Linked DNA regions of Sus scrofa: region 2 is linked to region 1. Evidence: chromatin contacts called from public Hi-C data. All regions are on one chromosome and are shown on one strand. Each heading gives the region's core, a stretch centred on a gene start, on an enhancer-like site or on the middle of the called end of the contact. The rest is flanking DNA. Distances are from core to core; before and after follow the strand shown.

What was found. Hi-C and Micro-C count contacts between places; a contact is called where the count stands out from the background.
Region 2: a contact with region 1 is called in a Hi-C map of embryonic fibroblasts, with 4 times the contacts expected there. The contact joins the enhancer-like site here to the promoter of RANBP10 in region 1. A contact is called at or near these places in 1 of 5 promoter capture datasets (fetal liver), 3 of 47 Hi-C or Micro-C datasets (embryonic fibroblasts, skeletal muscle and subcutaneous adipose tissue) and 2 of 2 datasets of contacts at active chromatin or transcription factors (alveolar macrophages and skeletal muscle).

Annotation. Positions count from the first base shown.
Region 1 is chr6:28,424,443-28,431,092 of Sscrofa11.1, reverse strand. RANBP10 (ran-binding protein 10) reads left to right here and starts at 2,710. Exons shown (of 14, transcript XM_003355780.5): 1 at 2,710-2,980; 2 at 3,750-3,861. The coding sequence starts at 2,746. It overlaps TSNAXIP1 (translin-associated factor X-interacting protein 1), which reads right to left and starts at 2,562. Exons shown (of 16, transcript XM_021094108.1): 1 at 2,088-2,562. The coding sequence starts at 2,134.
Region 2 is chr6:28,526,602-28,533,251 of Sscrofa11.1, reverse strand. The region is part of intron 2 of PSKH1 (serine/threonine-protein kinase H1); the gene reads right to left. Among named protein-coding and RNA genes, the nearest start is that of CTRL, 13 kb to the left of the region's middle. Within about 2 kb of position 4,306, at least 13 of the 83 cell types and tissues checked have an H3K27ac peak or open chromatin away from gene starts, as enhancers often do. A contact at or near this core is called in alveolar macrophages and embryonic fibroblasts, where this site is marked.

The DNA.
Region 1 (6,650 bases), core at 1,461-3,960:
AGCACAATTCATGGCAATGCCAGATCCTTAACCCACTGAGTGAGGCCAGGGATGGAACCTGCGTCCTCACGGATGCTATTCAGATTAATTTCCACTGAGCCAGGACAGGAACTCAAAGATTCCTTTTAGAGGGTTCTACTGGCATATGTGTAGTGCTAACGTCTGGCCTACCTCTCATCCGGGATCTGCTCTAAGGGAGAGCTGGAGGAGGACACCCATGCTATGCCTCTAAGGGAAGCAGTGAGCCTGGCCTGTTATACACCACTAAATACTGGTCAATTAAGAATATGGGCAGGAATGGGCGTTCTCTTGTGGTGTAGTGGGTTAAGGATCTGGCATTGTCACTGCAGTGTCTTTGGTTGCTGCTAAGGCATGAGTTTGATCCCTGGCCCAGGAACTTCCAAATGCCACAGGCATGGCCAAAAAAAGAAAAGAATATGGGTAGGAATGATGTTTTGTATGGCTACCAAATTCAGCCTCAGCAATTACATTATGCTTCCTTTTAAAAATACATGGGGATTCCCTTTCTGAGTCTATTTCATATCCCTTTCAAATATGACTGCATTTCCTAAATCTTTCCTGTGTTGGGTAAAAACACCTTTTCACATGCCTACTGTCTGGTTTTTGTAGATTCATTTTAGCTCTGGATAGAATAATCAAATTGGCATTTAATTTCCTAACTTTTGTAAGTTTTCTCTGCCAAGGTAGCACATACCCTGGGGGATTAGAGTTTAGGTGCGATCAGGTTTTTTCATTAGGAATGAGTAGAAGTGAGAAAATACACTCATTAAACACCGAAGGCTTAATATGTGCAAGATCTGTCATGAGAGCTTCATACACGCTGCCTAAATTTTCCTGAAAATGTAAGGTGGGCTGTATCATTCCCATATTTGAGATATGGAAACAGAGGCCCAGAACTTAAGGGCCTTCTCTAGAGCTAGAAAGGTATTTGCCCTGTTTTTTGCTTTTTAGGGCTGCACTTGCGGCATATGGAGGTTCCCAGGCTAGGGGTCTAATTGGAGCTATAGCTGCTGGCCTACACAACAGCCACAGCAACACCAGATCCGAGCCACATCTATGACCGATACCACAGCTCACCAAAAAGCTGGATCCTTAACCACTGAGCAAGGCCAGGGATTGATCCTGCCACCTCGTGGTTCCTAGTTGGATTTCTTTCCACTGAGCCACGATGGGAACTCCAAAATTTTTTGTTTTAAATATATGCTTTGTGACTTTCCTGGCTAACGGAGCTTGTTATCTTATTTTCAGTGTCCAGAGGCTGCACCCTGAATACAGGCAGGAGCTAGCAGGAGGCCTCGGGATGTTTCTAGGCTGCTTAGTGATGCTTCTTTGTCATAAACCAGTGGGTGCAGAGGCTGTTAACCTTGTGGCTAAGCGCTCAGTTTCAGGAATCACACATGCCTGGCTGGGTTTGAATCCTAGCTCAGTCATTTATAAACAGGTGTAAAACTCATGATCTCTCTAGACTTCTATTTCTCTATTTGTAAAATGGTGATATTACTAATTCATAGAGTTGTTGTGAGGGTTAATTGTGCTATGTAAAGAGCATGGCACAATTCCGGCTGTGGCTCAGCGCATTAAGAACCGGACAGAAGATACGTGAGGATGCGGGTTCCATCCCTGGCCTTGTTCAGTGGGTTAAGGATCTTGTGTTGTCCTGACCTGAGGTGCAGGTCCCAGACGTGGCTCGGATCTAGTGTTGCTGTGGCTGTGATATAGGCCGGCAGCTGCAGCTCCCATTCGACCCCTAGCTTGGTTATTTCCATACGCCGCTGGTGCGGCCCTAAAAAGATAAAAAAACACAAACAAACAAACAAACAAAAAAACTTGGCACGCTCAATACAAACAAGATGGCTGTTACTAATGATAAAGTATGCCTGCCCTTTTACAAGAATGTAACGGCCTCCCTGAGCTGAGGAGTCATCTGAGATTCTGTTTCTTCATCACCTATCCTGTGCGGTTGGAGCCCCAGACCAACGGAGAGAGGTCCGAATCAGGTACCATTTATTTCTTTTTCTGGAAGTAGTAAAGCCCTCTTCTCCGCCCTCAGCCCTGCCAGCGCTTACCTCGACGTGGTCGCCAAGCTGGGGCACTGCGGTTTGGAGGAGGCCATGACCCTAGGGCAGCCGTGCAGCCAGCACTCGCGAACTGGAAAGCCGTGCTAGTGTACAGCTCGTCGCCATGGCGACCAGTTCCCAGCAGCCCAGCGGCGGGGGCGGGGTCAAGGTTGTGTCTTGCCCCCAGCCCAGAGCCCGCGGGCTAGGAGGAAGGCCAAGTAGCCAAGATGGGGTCAGACTTGGGAATAGGGTCTTCTCAGAGTCTGTCACTACAGCAGATATGACTCTAGCGACCAGAATTGAGGCAGGAGGATAAACAGAGGCCATGGGTGAGGGAGGCGAAGTGAGAGGCCAGAATCGCGTTGCCAGCGGGAACTGTAGTTTTTGGTGTCCTAATAGCTTGGCTAAGCAGGCTTATGACTGAGTCGGTTTGTACTACATCTCCCAAAGTTCTTTACCAGCCCGAGCTAGCCTCCCTATGGAGAGCTCTGCATTCTGGGAAATGAAGTCCGAAATATGGCAGGGCGTGGCAGTATGCAAAGAGAGGTACCTAACTCGGACTCGATTTCCCTGCGGCCCGGGTTTGCTCTCCGGCCATTGGCTGAGCGGGGCGGATCTAGTCCTGTTCTTCCCCGCCCCCAGTGACACAATAGCAGCTCCCTCCAAGATGGCGGCGGCGACGGCGGATCCGGGAGCTGGGAGCCCGCAGGTTGGAGACTCCTCCGGCGGGGGCGCTGGGGGCGGGCTGCCGTCTCCGGGGGAGCAGGAACTGAGCCGGCGCCTGCAGCGCCTGTATCCCGCGGTCAACCAGCATGAGACGCCGCTGCCGCGCTCCTGGAGCCCCAAGGACAAGTACAACTATATCGGCCTCTCCCAGGGCAACCTCCGCGTCCACTACAAAGGTATCGGCCTGTTTGGCCGCGGGGGGTAAAAGGCCAGAGCGTCAGCAGGGTGGCTGTGCTGTCCAGCCCCTGCTTCATCACTTCCTTTCCCCAAGCTCCGGATTAGGCCTTAGCTCCTGTTGGGTGTTTGGGTGGTGGGCTGACCAGACCGAGGATTGGCTGCTTAGCCTACTCTGCCGTGAGACTTCGGATGTCAGGAGAACCTCAACAGGTGTCCAAACCCAGTGCTGGGTTGGACATTGCACCCAAGGCCTTCTTGCCTGTCCTGTGGTAGTTGGAACTCTCCCTGGGCCCTTCACCACTGCTTAGCTTTAAACGTCTCTGTAGACATTAGTGGTCTCATCCTCTCTATTAGCCAGAGGTGCATGAGCTTGCTTACCTGCTGGACATCTCAGACACTGCCTACGGTTCTGTGCTAAAGTTGTGGGGCCATCTTCCAGGGCTGCCTCTTCCTCCCTTAGTCTCCTAAGTGGGCTGCTTGGCTGCTTGTATTCTGGAGAGTCTGGCAGCAGCACGAGGGAATCTCTCACTTGTCACCCACCTTGCATATGCCTCCTGTGGTTTGTATGGAGACAGTGTCTCAGACAGTGCTACTGTTCTGAGGATGAGGTGGGAGGTTTGTGTGTTTGCTCAGTTGTTGTCTAATTACACCTTGGACCAGGAAAGGGCTTCCTCTGGCTATGAGGGGTGAAGTTGCTGTGGAGCAGAGAAGAATGAGTCTTCCATTTGCATTTCCTTTTGCTGAAATTTCTTTGTCCTCTCTTACTAGGTCATGGCAAAAATCACAAAGATGCAGCCTCAGTGCGCGCCACCCACCCCATACCTGCTGCCTGTGGCATTTATTACTTTGAGGTGAAGATTGTCAGCAAAGGAAGAGATGGGTAAGCCCAATACTGAGCTGTTCCTTTTGGTCAAAGTTTGAGGTCTCCTGATTGACCCTTGTGACTTGTGTGAGCTGCTGAGCTGTATGGGTCTGGGCTGCAGAGGGGATTAATAGTGGCTGCCTCTGTTACCTGGCTGTAGGCATGGCCTGGTCTAAGCAGCAGCCTTTGATGGCAGTTAGGAACCTGGTGTAGAGGAGGGGCTTCTCTTTAGTGATGACGAAATGAGGTACCTCATAGGTGAGGGAACCAAGTTTACATTAACAATTCAGTGTCCAGAATGGAGTTTCCCCATTATTGTGGGGTGTTTGTGACTTCCCTCCTTTCACACTCTTGCTGCATTCAAGGTTCCTTTTTATGGTTATTAGTCATGTAGAGGCCCCTTTAGACTTCAAAGGAGTAGTAAAGTCTTTGCAGCATTCATCAAAGCTGCGGCAGCCACTGGCCTGTCATCTTAGGGTAAACAGCATGCACATGGTCAAAATCAGGTGACCTTGCTACTCATAAACTTGTTTTTCAGTCTCGGGACTTGAACACCAGTTGGACCAGCTTTAGGAAGGTCCATATTAAAGTCAGCATTAGGGAAGCTCCCTATTTTAGGGTGATCTAAGCAGACACAGGACATCACAGGGGAGATTTGTCATTTTTCTTCCTTTTTTCCTAGTCTCTCTGTTTTTTTCCTGGTAATTGTTGTAAAACAGGTGTTTAAGTTGTGAAATAACATGATTTCACCTGCCTTGGGAAAGCTTTCCTCATCAGATCTTAGGTCTGGTGTGGGGAGTTTGCTAACCCCACCAGTGACCTTCATGCCAACCCCAAATGTGTGTTCCTGAGTGTTCAGAATACTTTCTTTCTCCTTGGGACTGTCCCCCTTGTGGTGCATGCAAAATGCCCAGCCAGGGGGCGATGCTGGGGGCAGGACTGCTGCAGTTGGAGCTTTGCCTGCTTTCTCAGTGAAGCCTTAACATCCCTGCCTGGGAGAGTTGTGTGGTTGTGGGTAGGTCATGGGGCTTAGATCTCTTTGTCTGTACTGTGGGGGGCTAGGCTAGCGCTAAACTGCCTTCAGTTCCAGAATTCTATGATTCTGAAATTGTAAGGATGGCAAGCTATTGTGTCTTTTACTTTTATTCCTGTTTATTGCAGGAAGCTTGTATAATTAAAGGGCTTTAAAGCTTGTATTTTTCCATTTCCACCATCTGATGAAAGTGCATTATTTTTCTTTCCTTTTAGGGCTGCACCTGCGGCATATGGAGGTTCCCAGGCTAGGGTCTGAATCAGAACTGTGGCTGCTAGCCTATACCACAGCCACAGCAACGCCAGATCTGAGCCGAGTCTGCAACGTACACCACAGCTCACAGCAATTCCAGATCCTTAACCCATTGAGCAAGGCCAGGGCTCGAACCAGTGGACTAGCATTGAACCATGAGAACTGGCATCCTCATGGATGCTACTTTGATTCATTTCCACTGAGCCATGACAGGAACTCCCCAGAGTGCATATATTTAATGTGCTTAAACTAGTGTGAATGAGAATGGCCTCTTAAACACTGCAAAGATACAGACTGAAATGTTGGTGCTATGGTTTTATACTACCAAAGAAACCGAGGGGGGTTTCTTAAACTTGTAGGGAGGCAAATAGATTATCTTCTTTAGAGTCCTTAATTATAGATAACAGCTGAGCTAGTGAAAGAGGAGAGCAGTTTTTCAGAAGTGTTTACTTGTAGAGATGTGGGTTCCTTCACCTGGTTTTTTTAACATTTTAGTTGTGAAGGTCTTGTCAGATTACCTTACTCAGGTTTTGGCTGCCAATCTAGAGAAAGCTGAGCATCTCCCAACTTTCCTAGCATATTTACATGTTGTAAATATTGCTGTTAAGTTGACTTGGAAGCCTCAGTTTTAGAAAGGTCCCAGGTCATGGATGCCTGTGGTAGCCTGCTTCAGTTTACCACTGTCAGAAGGGAAGTGTATGAATATCCATGTATGTGCTTATGGCCCTGAAAGCCTTTTCATGGCTAAGATGTAGCTAGATGGGCCAGGTGTGGTTTTCAGGAGGCGAAGGGCGGTTCCAGGGAAGACAGTAATCAGCTTGTTTCCTGTTTCCTGTGAATGTTGGAGGTGAGTTTCTGACTTGGGTTTGGTCCATGACCCAGGTGTTAACTGGTTGTGTAGCTCTCCTGTATTACCTAGTTTGATCCTCACCAGTTTGCTGGAAAGTGGCTGGAGCAGATGATGGTGCACCTGTTTTGTGGCTAAGCCCTGAGCCCCTGGCATGTTTGGTGACCTTCCCTGGCTGCAGGGCTTAGGGTGTGCAGTGGAGTAGCCTCACCTATCAGTTGCTCTCACCTCATCTCAGACACTTATGTCCATGTTGCTGCTGCTGCCTTTCCCCATCACATTCCTTCCCTGGGTAGAGTGAAGGAATGTCCAGTTAGATTCTTAGGAGATCACACTGTTCTTAGGGGACAGAGCTGAAAGATGCTGAGTGGGGCCAGAGAAGTGTTTCGTGCTATGGACTGGGCTTGATTGACTTTACCATCCCATTGAATCTATAAACTTGTTTTTCTGTAGATATGAGTACAGGCCTCCTTTGTAAAAGGTGTTTATTAACCTAGTTGTCAGTGTCATTGTTTTCCAGAAAGGCCTTTGTTCTGAGCTGTCTTTCATAGAACACACTAAGCTTGTCTAATTAGAAAGATTTCATTTCAAGGGTTATATTGATTCATACTACTATGTGCTAGGCCCATGTTAGGTGCGGGGAGAACAGAGGTAAAGCCTACACAGGCCAGCCTT
Region 2 (6,650 bases), core at 3,057-5,556, 100 kb before region 1:
CCCTCAAAGACCTCCTTCCTGTATTGACATGGGCCTGAATGAGAGGAGAGAAAAGGGCACAGAGGAAATTTTGAGAAATTTACTCAAGAAGGCAGAACTATTAGTATGACAAGAACAGCACATTCTGCTGTTGACCATAAGGAAAAGTGTTTTGAAAAAACCGGCAGAATTAAGATACTGTGGCAGTGGAGCCAGCATCCCCTTCTCTGCTTAAGATACCATCTTCCAGACGAGACAGAATCCAACATCCTGGGACTAGGTGGGGGTGGGGGAGGACCTGAGTAGCATAAAAGAGAAAGTCAGTGCGGTAGAGAGCCTGACAGGAGAGAAAGAAGGAAGATAAGAGAGTTATTAAAAGAGGCAGAGAATGAAGATAAAAATAAAATGCAGGAGTTACCCTGTGGCTCAGCGGTAACAAACTCAACTAAGCATCCATGAGGATGCAGGTTTGTTCCCTGGCTTCGTTCAGTGGGTTAAGGATCCGGTGTTGCTGTGAGCTGTGATGTAGGTCGCAGATGAAGCTTGGATCTGGTATTACTGCGGCTGTGGTGTAGGCCGGCAGCTACAGTTCAGATTTGACCCCTAGCCTGGGAAATTCCCTACGCTGCAGATGCAGCCCTAAAAAAAAAAAAATTAAAAATAAATAAAGTGAGAAAAGGTGTGACAACTTAAGGGTTAGTGAAGCTGCATTCTAAAATTTGAGTAACGAAATAAAATCTTGTGCCCCGACCTGTGTCTGCCCAGAGTCTACAAAGTGGAGGACCTGAAAAGGAGGGAGAGAGTGAAACTCAAAAGAGAGGAAGAAAAAAAAAAAAAAAGTGAGGAAGGATGGGAGTTGCCTGGTGGCCTATGAGTTAAGGATCTGGCATTGTCACTGCTGTGGCTCAGGTTGCTGCTGTGGCACAGGTTTGATCCCTGGCCCAGGAATTTCGCATGCTGTGGGTACAGACAAAAAAAAAAAGAGTGAGCAAGAATGTGTGTGCTTGCTTTGGAACCTGGGATGTTAGCAACCTGTGTCAGCAATCAGGTAGTATCTACTTTCAATAATGTCCTAGAACAGCCTTAGAGGTACTGATTTCAGAGCCAGCTGCACAGTGGTCTCCTCTATCTCCACTGAAGTGAGGTGATTTTCAAGGCCCAATCTGGTCTGTTTGTTTTTTTAACTTCCTCCCATTCTAATTTCTGAGGCAGTTTAGATCTCTGGTGGTTTGTTAGCATGTCTCCCATACTATGGCCTCTGTTTCCAGAGATCTGTTTCCCTGGAACTCGGGTACACAGGACTCAACTCAGGGCAGGCATTTGGTCTACGTGGCAGGATGAGTGAAGAGCTGAAGGTGACTCAGCCTTCTGGTCCAAGCCAGCCAGGCCACACTGGAGTGATGCTCAGGTCTGGGCACCACACTCACACTGGAAGAAACTGAGGCCAGGCAAGAACGCACAAGAAGGGTGAATTTGTGGAAGGAAGGAGAGTCTGGAGAGCAAAGCCGGTGGCAGGGTGATTGGACCCGGTCACCTTTAACCACCTCAGTGGCGGCAGGAGGGAGATGAGTGTGGGAGGCTCTTGGCAGATTTAAAGAGTCAGAATGTGGGAGCGGAGTTCCCGTCGTGGCGCAGTGGTTAACGAATCCGACTAGGAACCATGAGGATGCAGGTTCGGTCCCTGCCCTTGCTCAGTGGGTTAATGATCCAGCGTTGCCGTGAGCTGTGGTGTAGGTTGCAGACGTGGCTCGGATCCCGCGTTGCTGTGGCTCTGGCGTAGGCCGGTGGCTACAGCTCCGATTCAACCCCTAGCCTGGGAACCTCCATATGCCGCAGGAGCGGCCCAAGAAATAGCAACAACAACAACAACACAAAAAACAAAAAGACAAAAAAAAAAAAAAAAAAATGTGGGAGCAACAACAGCCCTGGCAGCTCCCAGAGGAACTCAAGGGCCTAGAAGCAGTAAGGCCCGTGAAAGGGCAGAGCTATCCAAGTGGAGAGAGACAATGGAAAGATCGGGAGAGGGAGGGGATGGATGGGGCTCTGGGAGCTGCTCAGAATACAACCCACAATACACCTCTTTGTTGGAGAGGCCTCAGCAGGGGGTGGGAAAGAGCAATGATGAAAAGAGGCTCTGATCCTGGGTTAACAAGATGCCACAGGTGGTCAGAGCAAGGCATTCTGGCAAAAATGGCTGAATACAATGTGGGGAGCATCTGTTTCTGCCACCACAGGAGGTAAGTGTGTAACCAGGGCAACAACAGCAGAGGGATGGCTAAAGGACAAGGCTCCAGGGAGCCAAGTGTAGCCCAGGGGTGGCAGATGAGGGAGCTGCTGCCCCTCTCCACTCAGGGCCAGCCTCCTGCCCCCACAAGATGAGAGCCACCCTTACCTTCCTCCAAGAGGTCTCTGACCAAAGGGTCCAGGAAGCGGCCAGTGCCCACACCCAGTGGACCAAACCATGCCATCTCCCAGGGTCCAGTCAGGGATATGAACTGAGGACATCTGCTCCCGCAGTAAGGAAAGGAGATGTATCTGTTGAACACCTACTGTGAACCAGGAGCTTTGGTGAGGTAGGGATGGCCCCTCCAGAGGAATCCCTCCTGGACAAGTAAGGGGGCCTCTGCTCACCCTACTGGGATCCTCGCAAAGATCCAGCGGCATCATCCCGCACTGGACACCCAGCAGCCACCAGCAACCAGGCAAGGAGGAAGGGCTCAGGTATACCTCACAGCAAAGAATTCTAAATCATTTGTGTTTTCTTGTGCTGTCAGCCATTGAGACTGCCATGGGAGGACCAGCCTCTGACTTGCTGCAGAGGACAGCAAGAGAAGAGTGGTGAGCTGAAGGTCTGCTACGGCCCCCAGTCACACCAGAGGTGGGAACATGAAGCAATTAAAGGAATCCAGCTGAATTCAAGCACAAGCCCAGAAATATGTCACCTGCCTCCTTGTATTTCGCTCTTCTGACTGCACACGTCCAGGTTCCAGCTCTCCCACATCTCCAGGCAGTCTCCCCATGGCTCTGGGGCAAGGTCCTATCCCTGCTCACCCAACAGCTCCTTGTCAGAGCATATGAACCAGGCTGCACAAGCAGCCCCCACAGGCAGTGGCCCCCTTCACCTGGAGAGCACCAGGACACACCACAGGCTATGCACCTCATGTTATCAACAGCATCCCAGGTCAGAATATAGCAAGTGTTAGAGTCACTTTAAGAAGGAGGAAAGAGGGAGTTCCCGTCGTGGCTCAGTGTTTAACGAATCTGACTAGGAACCATGAGGTTGTGGGTTCGATCCCTGGCCTTGCTCTGTGGGTTAAGGATCTGGCTTTGCCATGATCTGTGGTGTAGGTCACAGACGTGACTTGGATCTGGCATATCTGTGGGCTCTGGCGTAGGCCGGCAGCCATGGCTCCAATTAGACCCCTAGCCTGGGAACCTCCATATGCCTCAGCTCAGGTGCAGCCCTAGAAAAAGACCAAAAAAAAAAAAAAAAAAGAGGAAAGAGGAGTTCCCATCGTGGCACAGCAGAAACGAATCTGACTAGGAACATGAGGTTCTGGGTTTGATCCCTGGCCTCCATCAGAGGGTTAAGGATCCAGCATTGCCATAAGCTGTGGTGTAAGTCGCAGACGAGGCTCAGATCTGGTGTTGCTGTGGCTCTGGCGTAGGCTGGCAGCTGTAGCTCTGATTAGACCCCTAGCCTGGGAACCTCCATATTGCTGCGGGTTCGGCCCTAGGAAAAAAAAAAAGAAGGGGGAAAGAGCTGGGATGGAAATGGAAATGTCAGTTCTGGCTCTGGGCTCTCATCCTACTGCAGGGCTACCAGAAGTACCGGATGGTGTAGCTCACTGCCCCCTGGGCCCAAATAGAAGGATGGTCTGGCTGCAGCCCAGGAACTCACCCCTAAAAAGCAACTTGCCACCAATACAATTCCCTAGGAAGTGGCAGATTGGCCCTGCAGGTGGGCTTCCTCTCCCACCAAGATTCTGTCCTCTGCCAGGCAGCACTCACTCTCCTAAACAAGGTTTTGTAAGAACCTTTGCCCAAGCCCACGTGTTCCTAGTGCAGTCACCTGGGCCCACCCACAGCTCAGAGACTGTCCAAGCAGAGGAGGGTGACAATTAAAGGCTGCTAAATGCGGCAGACAGCAAAGCGGCTGATGACATCGCTCTGTCATCAACTCCATAAGAACCTCTTCATCCGTCCTGCCTCTAGGAATAGAACTCTTGACAAAAGCAATGACATTAGGCCCACAACGTCACATTTCATGTCAAATGAATCACAGAATCTCCAAGTTGGCGGGACCATAACAGTCTTCTAGTGCGGTCTACAGATGGTGACTCATCTTCTGTGTCACTCCCTTTAGAAGCAGCTGCTCCAGCCCTCCTAGGGCCTCCTATAACAGGAAGCTCCCTCTTTCAAGGTGACTCTTTCTTTGTAGCCTCAAGCTGCTCTCAAAATCACAAAGGCCTTCCTCACATCTGGCCAACATATATCTCCCTATCCCTTCCAATATGACCTCAGCTTGGCCCCCTCTACTCCCGCACCTCTGGGCACTGGGTAAAAACTCACATTCTCCTCTCAAAATCAACTGTCACAGCCTTCTCCTTCCCAGGATTCTCTCCTCTTTCAAGACTCCTACCTTTGCTTCTAAGCAGGTCTGGCCAACAGCCCCCTAAGTGCATCACGGGTAAGCTCTCCACTTCTTCCTGGAGTCTAGCCCTAGAAGAAAACACTCCCAGCCAGCAGGAGCATCCCACTGTGCCTGACAGCTAGTCATTTCTGGGTCCTTGCCTAGGGCATCACCAGCAACCACTAGTGCTTCCCTGGGAGAAGCAGGCGAAAGTATTGGGAGCATATATATTGATGTACATCTTGTCCTCAAGAACCTTACAGGCTGGGAAGAAGAGAGATGTCCACAGACAACAGCCTGGGAAAGCACCAAAACAAGGAAGGCTGAAGCATGTGTGTCAGAGAAGACTGTGGGCATGCAAAGGCCAAGAACTCTGAAGCCAAGATGCCTAGATTCAAATCCCAGGCTGCCACCTTCTGTGAAGTTACTTAACCTCACTAGCCTCAGTTTACTCATCTGTAAAATGAGGCGATTACATCCCTTGGTGAGATTACTACAGAGATTAGACATGTTGGGTGTAGGACCCTCAGACCTGTGTCTGGTACTCAGCAGACCACACAACGGGAGCGGTCAGTACTATTCTTAATGGAAGCAGTCTTTGAATTCGATGATTGAGAGCTGGTCAAATTTCTAAGGCTGACATTGGGAGAAGGAAAATCCTGAGCAAAAGCATAGTGTAGGGAGTGAAAGGAACAAACATCTTGGGCCCATGGTGTGTAGACAATGGGGTGGAGCACGGGGCCTGGGCTGAGGCTAGAGTATCTAGAGTGTCAGCATCGTGGGGCAGGTGCTGAAGGAGGCTCCACCTGTGTGCTTCCTTCAACTGCCGGGCCCCATGTGCAGACGTCAAGGCAGGACTCTACACACTCCCTGGGTCAGAGGGCAGCCTGGGGTACTCTCTCATTCTGCCTTATAAGCTGACGCTCCTACTGCACAGCTGCAGGAAGGTTCTGTCCCCCACTTCTACTCTTCCTAAACTATGGCTCACATGTACCATGTGGAGCCCACTCTCTGGAATCCCAGATCTGCTCCAAATATCCCCAGGACACCAGGCTCCCCCATCACAAATGAGGACCACTCCAAAAGCCTCCAGTCGGTCTTCCTCCTGCTGGTCTCCCACAACACTTCCTGCTATACTTGCCCTTCACCATCAAGAACCCAGAGGGCTCCCTGTCACCTAACACACTGAATCCCCAAATAATCCCTGGCACTAACTACAGAGCTTCCAGCAACAAACACCAGGCCTGGCCAAGCCTTGTCAATCTCTGCTCTATTACTCCCAATCTCCTGTTGACTCTGGAGCACAGTCAGCAATGTGCCCTTCTCTGAGTTTCTCTCCTCTCAAGGCCCACTTCCTGCAGGAAGCCTTCTATTCAAGTCCACAGAAACCACTGAGCCTGACAGAGGGTTGCATGGGCAGAGCCCTTGGGGAACAAGCACACTGGCTAGGGCCTGGTGTACAAGAGAGACCACTATAAAGGGGCAGGGTGCCTATTAGAAAGGCATCGAGAGCTACAGCACTTAGTAGTTACTGTCAGGTGAGGAGCCTATACCTACAAGCCTTGCTGAGCTCAAAGTGGGGGATCCTTCATTTGCACAAGAAGCCCCCTCAAAATGGCATGCTTTCTTAGACAGGTTTTCTGGAACAGCTTTGCTCATTCCCCCAACCTACCCCACCCGGTCTTTTTAGGGCCGCACCTACTGCACATGGAAGTTCCCAGGCTAGGCTTTAAATTGGAGCTACAGCCGCCAGCCTAGGCCACAGCCACAGCAATGGGATCTGAACCTCGTTTGTGACCTACACCACAGCCTACAGCAACGCCAGATCCTTTAACCCACTGAGCGAGGCCAGTGATCAAACCTTGGTCCTCATGGATACTAGTCAGCATCGCTACCACTGAGCCATGACAGGAACTCCACTAGTCATGTTCTTAACCTGCTGAGCCACAATGGGAATTCCAGGGCCCTGCTCACTTAGATGGCCTTCATAAGAGCAAATGACTGTCACATGGCAGCAGACAGTTGGCTGGGTAAGGAT